Linked DNA regions of Sus scrofa: region 2 is linked to region 1. Evidence: chromatin contacts called from public HiChIP or PLAC-seq data. All regions are on one chromosome and are shown on one strand. The core of a region is the stretch at or near the end of the contact, and the rest is flanking DNA. Distances in the headings are between cores, read along the strand shown.

Evidence for each region. HiChIP or PLAC-seq counts read pairs in DNA pulled down with a chosen protein or histone mark.
Region 2: a contact with region 1 is called in an H3K27ac HiChIP or PLAC-seq map of alveolar macrophages. The contact joins the promoter of RASGRP1 here to the enhancer-like site in region 1. A contact is called at or near these places in 2 of 5 promoter capture datasets (fetal liver and liver), 24 of 47 Hi-C or Micro-C datasets (alveolar macrophages, blood, brain and 12 more) and 1 of 2 datasets of contacts at active chromatin or transcription factors (alveolar macrophages).

Annotation. Positions count from the first base shown.
Region 1 is chr1:132,614,362-132,617,717 of Sscrofa11.1, forward strand. It overlaps LOC110261470 (a long non-coding RNA gene), which reads right to left. Exons shown (of 3, transcript XR_002345565.1): 2 at 2,074-2,163; 3 at 267-776. Among named protein-coding and RNA genes, the nearest start is that of RASGRP1, 86 kb to the right of the region's middle. Within about 2 kb of position 1,515, at least 7 of the 83 cell types and tissues checked have an H3K27ac peak or open chromatin away from gene starts, as enhancers often do. A contact at or near this core is called in alveolar macrophages, where this site is marked.
Region 2 is chr1:132,700,889-132,704,244 of Sscrofa11.1, forward strand. RASGRP1 (RAS guanyl-releasing protein 1) reads left to right here and starts at 1,607. Exons shown (of 17, transcript XM_003121603.4): 1 at 1,607-1,882. The coding sequence starts at 1,848. LOC110261469 (a long non-coding RNA gene) reads right to left here. Exons shown (of 4, transcript XR_002345564.1): 1 at 2,711-3,356.

The DNA of each region.
Region 1 (3,356 bases), core at 265-2,764:
GGGTCAGTCCAAGTATCACAAGTTTTCACCCCAAGTATCTCAGAACGAAATGAAGCCTTGAAAACTTTCTTAGCCTGAGTATTCAGGGCCAGGGGTGGATTTTGTGTCCTTACTTACTTTCAAAGCATTCCTTTTTTTTTTTTTTTTTTTTCTGGCTGTACCCACAGCATATGGAGGTTCCCAAGCTAGGAGTCCTGTTGGAGCTGTAGCCACTGGCCTATGCCACAGCCACAGCCACGCAGGATCCGAGGTGCATCTGTGACCTATACCACAGCTCACAGCAATGACAGATCCGTAACCCACTGAGTGACGCCAGGAATTGAACCCTAATCTGCGTGGGTATTAGTCGATTCATTACCACTGGGAATGACCTCAAAGCATTCTTTACAAGAAAGAGCCCTTTGCAGCCCTGTTCTCCCAGGACTTTACTGGACCAGTCACCACAGGCAATGTGAGATCTTCATCCCTAGCAAACGAGAGGCATCTACAGGCAAATGCTACTGAAAAGCCCACCTTCTCCTCCTTCAAGGTCCAGCTTGCAACTAAAATGAAAAATCAGAGCTCAGCAACTCTGTTGCAAGTTGCCCTCAGATGATGAAAATAAAGGAAATGTTTCTAAGAAAGTGTGGCTGTCCTTCAGGGAGCTGAAAGTTCTTAATCTGCTTCCAACCTCAGCATGTACCCTTCATCCCCCATCTCCCAGCCCAGTGTCACTTGCTGAGGTCCAGCCACCTCCTTTAGATATCTGAATGCAGCCTCCACCCCATGCAACTGTCCTAGAAGAAAAAGCAGAGTAAATAAGCAGATGGTCATCCAGCAGGCCCCAGGTTGATCTCTTATCACCTTTTATGAATCCCAATTCTAACAAGCATCTTCACTGTCCTCATAGTTTGCCCTCAGCCTTTTGCCTCCCCCATCTACTCTGAAAGCTCCCATCCATCAGGAAACATTTCTGTACCATGCCTGGAGCTGCCCTTCCTTTCCACCAAAACTGCCCATCTCTGAGAAGCCTGCCAATGAGTCTCACCCACTTGCCTCACTCACTGACTCCACCTTTCCCAGTTTGTAAGCAGCCAGCATATGCCAGAGTGACCTCATTTATCTATTGCCTTGTAAGCTCAGCAAAGTCATTTTTTGAGATATATGTAAGGTTTCTTAATCACAACTCAACAAAAACCTCCTTGATTTTTCCATCTTCAGACATTTGACAGTGTGACATTGGGATGAGAGCCCATCACAGCCCCAGGTATTCACTGAAAGTGCCTGTTTCCAGTGCTGCATGCAGAGGAGGCTTGGCTAGGGGTGGTTCTCAAGGCCAAGAAAGATCTGATTCTTTTAGCTGCTCCTTCCTCCCAAGACATTTGCAGGAGGCTCTGCCTCAGCCACGTGCCTTCAGGAGAACTAATGGGCAGGCTTAGGTTAAACAAGCATTCAGATGGGCACGTAAAGTAACCCAAGCGACCTCAGCCCTTCAGAGCTGATTCTGCTTTCAGAGACTGTTGTTGAGCCGGCCCATTCACTCAGAGAGGGGAAGTGGCTTATTCGACTCCTCCCTGTTAATGGGGGGCAGCACTAGGGCAGGAACCCACATTTCCCAATTTGGTGAAAACATAACCTTATGCAGGCAGTTAAACAGGAATAAGATAGATCCTTGTGTCAGCAGGAAGCTGGTGTAACACACGAAGGACTGAAATTGACTTGGTCAGTTACATGTCTGATGTTGACCCCTTGAGCTTATCTTCTCATCTGGGAAATGGGATGGTTATACTTCTCTCACAGCTTCTATACAGATAAGGGATATGCAGATGGCTGCTGCTTCCTCACACCCACTCCACAAACACTTCTGGCTTTTGCTGTCCTGCAGTCAGTCTCTGGCATTCACTCCAAGTTTAATTGTTACCCCAAAACATACTCCAAATGGCCTCAAATATTTGAAATACAAAGCTTTAGCTAACTCTACATGCAACATCAAAATATTACTCTTTAAAGTGGACTTTCTAAAGCTATTTTTCTAGATCACCTGAGCTAGAGTCAAAGTTTTCTAAACTTTCTAAAATGTTTTGTGGCTCTTACCTGCTATTGGAAACATCTGGAGCTTGTTTTTCACCTTTGAAGAAGACATTGCCTTATAATTTTACATCCTTATGGGGCATCAGACACTGGCTGGAGGTAGCACACATAAAAAAAAAAAAAACAATTCTAATGAAATAGTATCTGGATGGAAACTTCTCCTCCTGAGAATTGCTTTCTTTAATTTCCAAATATGCTTTTAGAGCATAAAGGTCCTGCCATCATTGAGAGGAGACATGGCGGGGTGGTTAGAGTGAGGGAAAGAGAGAAAAATAGAGAAGGAGAGGGGAGGAGAGGAACTGTGCTTTGTTGATAGGAGGTGGGAAATAGTGGGAATCAGAGGGATGGCAGTCAGCCTTCAGGTGGGAAGAACAGATCCAGAGCCTAGCCCAAGCTTTGGAACATTTCCACTGGTTCTCAGACTGAGTGATGACTCGGAGAACCAGGAGGCATGGAGGAGGTGAGACCATCCTTAATGACCTAATAGGCCATCAGGCAAGGCCAAGGTGAACCTGCTCTCCCCGACCCTCTTCCTCAAGGAGTGCACAGAATACTCTCATGTCCCCAAGATGTAACCTGTCCTTTTATGACTTCCCCTTCGAAGCTGCCCTGATGCTCTTCTGATTTCACTTCTAAAAAAACATGTTGTGGAGGAGGAAACACCCAGAGGAATCTGCCTGATCTCTGTATCACCATGCCTCCCCCTCCAGATGGTTCTCGTTGTGAAAGTTTACATTCTGGGCTTTCAGAAATGGTTATATTCTGCCTTGAAAAGCTACCATGCCCCATATCACCTCTCCCGCCTGGTCCTTCAGAAATACCCCACTGTCTGCTCAAGTGGACCCTTGTTTTTGTGCTCTCAAGCATAGGACTATTTACTTTGTCCCAGCATCCTACATACATTTTCAGTGTTTAATCCTTTCCCTGAGAAGCATGAACTATTATCCTAATATTAGAAAGGAAAACAGACTTTAAAGAGATGAATATCTTGGTACAGAATCAGGATTCTCAACAGGTTTGTCTTCATAATGTTGCCCATTCTGTATTAATTTCTCCCTAACCTGAATCCTCAATTAGGAGGAATTTTCATTTTCTATCTTAAGAAAATAAATTGATGTCATAGATATCTCGTTAAAGCAATACAATAGCATTCTTGGCTCTCTATCCCCAAATTGCCATCTTCCTCCTTCCTAATAACCCCAACTTTGTTTTTATTCTACATAGACAATGTCTCTAAGGGAAACTAATGCACTTTCAGGTTCAGGATGGAACAGACTGGTATAAGA
Region 2 (3,356 bases), core at 357-2,856, 87 kb after region 1:
AATGAATAGCTTATAATTTCTATCCTTATTGTATAATGGACTGCAAGTGTATATGTGTGCAAGTGTATACCTACCTGCAACTGTATTTAGTATTGTGTGAATACAGCCAGTAACTTATCTCTGTATCTAAGTACATATTTACATATAATTACGCATTTATGTAAGGTATATGTTTATCCATTTGACATTATGTATATTCTGTGTGAGTCTGGAAGAGTGTCATAATTTAACATCACATGCTCTGTCTATGCGTGTGGCTGTGACTGAGGGCTTGCTTCCATTACCCAATGTTCATGAAGTTTCTCTGGAGAAATTTCTTTTTGGTCTGGGTATCAAGAAGAGTTGATTTCGAGCAATCTTTTTTTTTTTTTTTTTTTTTTTTTTTGTCTGCCTGTGATAGGAATTGAATTTTAGAAAAGGCCTCCCTTTTGATCATGACTGCTGGAAATCCAGGAGACAAAGTTTGGTCCCATTTATAGCAAGTGTATTGAATGCTATGGGTTGCAATAAACACATACACACACACTTTCATTTCTGCTCCATTTTATGTGCTTTAATTTTCACTTTTCATTTTATACACTTCTTTTTGTGAGTTACACACCTTTGTAAGCTATCTTGAATTCTTTTTTTTCAAGGATAAGTTGGCATATACATATGAGGGAATATATAAAAGGAACTTAATACTGTGGCTGGAGTTACTGCATGTTACAGTGATAATGGGTATGTTACTAGGACAGTTTGCAGTGGTTACAGGGAGTCAGATCTTGGTTCTCTCTGCTGTTTACTAGTTGCAGATGGGAAGCATATTATTCTCTGAACCTTAATATTTTTTCCATCTTTAAAAGAGTTACCTCTTGGTATTTAGGGGAAGTGGCTTAAATGAGGTTATGTACAGAAAGCATTTAACACAAGGCACTCAATCAACATTGGCTATGTTGTTATCACTATCTTTGGGGCAATTAGGAGTACGTTGCCATTCCTGGCCCGATAGGCTGTCAGAAAAGTCTCCCCACCCATCCTCAGCCCTGTCCTCTTCTCCCCACATCTCCCACATCCACAAAGGCCAGGCAGCTGTGTCTTGCCTGATAGGCATCACACCCAGAGCGAACCTCCACACTCGCTGCTCCCTCAGGGTACCGAGCACGGATCTCCAGTCTTGCAAATTGCTACCAAGAAGCCACCCAAAGGCACAGGCTAAGGCGGACCCACACCTGTGTATTCGTTCCTTATCCCACCCCCTCCTCTGAGCTCTGATATATACAAGAAAGGCCTGAGAGGGGACAAGGGGTCTTCGAGAGCCAGTACTGAAATGTGGGAAGGTGGGGTTACCCCAAGAACTGGCCGCGAAGTCGGTTTCCTCCAGCCCCCACCCCGTCTCCGGTCGCGGATTGAGGGTTGGGATCCAGGGCACCCGGGTCTCCCCGTCCCTCCAACTCCTCTTCGAACTTCAGCCTTGGGCGGGCAGAGGTGGCCTGCAGGGGCGAAAGGCGAGATCGGAAAGAGAGGCAGGCTCTGGGGACTAGAGAGTAATGGGGGCAGGTTTCAGGGAAGAGCAGAAGAGCGCCACACATTTCCTCCGGCGATAACATCAGCGCTGTCAGGTGGTTTGTGCCTGCGAATGTGCACGCGCTCGAGGAGGAGGGCGAGGGGGCGCGCTCACACAAAGTTTGTGCCTGCGGGTGCGCAGCCGTCGGGCTCGACCGGCTCAGAGAGCAGAGAGTGGAGGGTGGGCGGCCCAGTACTGAAGGGCTCGGCAGGCGGCGGTGGCGGCGTTGGAGATGCGCCGCTCCCTGCCGAGCCTGTCCCGCCGCGCTAGGTGAGGCGGCTCCGGGAGCGCGGCCGCGGCCATGGGCACCCTGGGCAAGACGAGAGAGGCTCCGCGGTGAGTAGGGGCGCCCGTTTCCTTTCTTGGGGGGAGGGCACGGCGCCCGCGGCCCCGGGACTTCGCCGAGACGGGAAGCGGGGTGACCGGTCCTGACCTCCTCCTATGGAAAATTGCTGGCCGCGGGTGAGGCCGGCCGGGGTCTCCGCCGAAGTCAGGGGAGACGGATGCAAGGGACAGATGCACCCGGCGCGCTTGGCGCATCTCGCCCGACTAGCGGGAGACGGAGCTGGTTTGTGCGGACGCGCGGCCAGAGTTCACCGGGCGAGCCCCGGAATCGTGCCGAGCGAGCCCCGGAATCGTGCCGAGCGACCGGGTCCCCCAACCTGGGGCGCGGGACCCCTGGGACTCCTACTCACGGACTTTCTGCGCCCCCCGCACCTGCTGCCGCTTCGGCTCGGGCGGCGCCACCTGGCGGCCTGTCCGGCCCTGCGGATGTCCGGCCCGACTCAGGAGGCCAACTGCGTTTGCTGTGAGCGCGCAGGGGCCAGAGAGTCGCACAACCTCCTGGGTGGAGACCCCGCGATCCCCCACATCCAGTGATGCTAGACGTGTTTTAGGAGGATCTTGGGGGTGACAAAAGATGAAGGGAAAGTGACCGCGAGTGAAAAGGCAGGAGGGGCCAGGCACCTGAGATTGGCCCTGAAAGGGCCGGAACCAGGCAGCTGCCGACCATGACCTGGGCTCAGCATAGAGCCTGGGCAGGCAATGCTCATCCTACCTCTGTACACGCGAGCTCTGTTGTGCCTGGCTGGGCCCAGTCGAGGCAGGAAGCGTTGCCCAGTTGAACCTTATGAAGCTAAAAGGTTTTGGCACTTTATGTCCTACCTGACCTCTGTCCCCTGAAGGTCCTGCGCTGTGCCTTGCACCAAATCGAAAGGAGAGGCTGCAGCAAATTAAATTGCACCAGGTTAAGAGGAGGAGCTTCAGGAAATTAAATTGAGTCTGTTATCATGGGAGCTGGGAGAGGGCAGGCCTGGGGCCTGAAGAAATCCTTGCTACAAGCCGTTAAAAACCATCTTCCACAGCAAAGAAAGTTGTGGAAGTTTCTGTTCGTTCTCTGTGTTCATTTCACCCCTTACTCTTCTAGGCTGGATTTCATTAAAAGTTTAACCCGAAATTGTGACCTCTGCGGAGGTACCTGTGGCTGAAGCGGATTTCACCCTAACCAGTTCAGACTTTTGACAATCTCCTGCAGCAAATTGGCTGGCGCCTTAGCCAGTTTTAGCCTCGGGAAATACCTTCAAGTTAATTTTTTTCCTCCTGGGCGTTTTTCTTTTCTTTTTTTTTTTAATACACAAGGGAACTGGTGAGCAAACATTTGCTTTCTACCCTTTAAAAATACATATGCCGTTTGCTGACTTAGAGGCTATTCCTTCTATGGATTGATATAACACCCTTAGACCTGCCTAAAATAGCATTTTATAAATCCTTATCCTTCTTATTTCAGCAGAAAAGACAGAACAAATTGAAG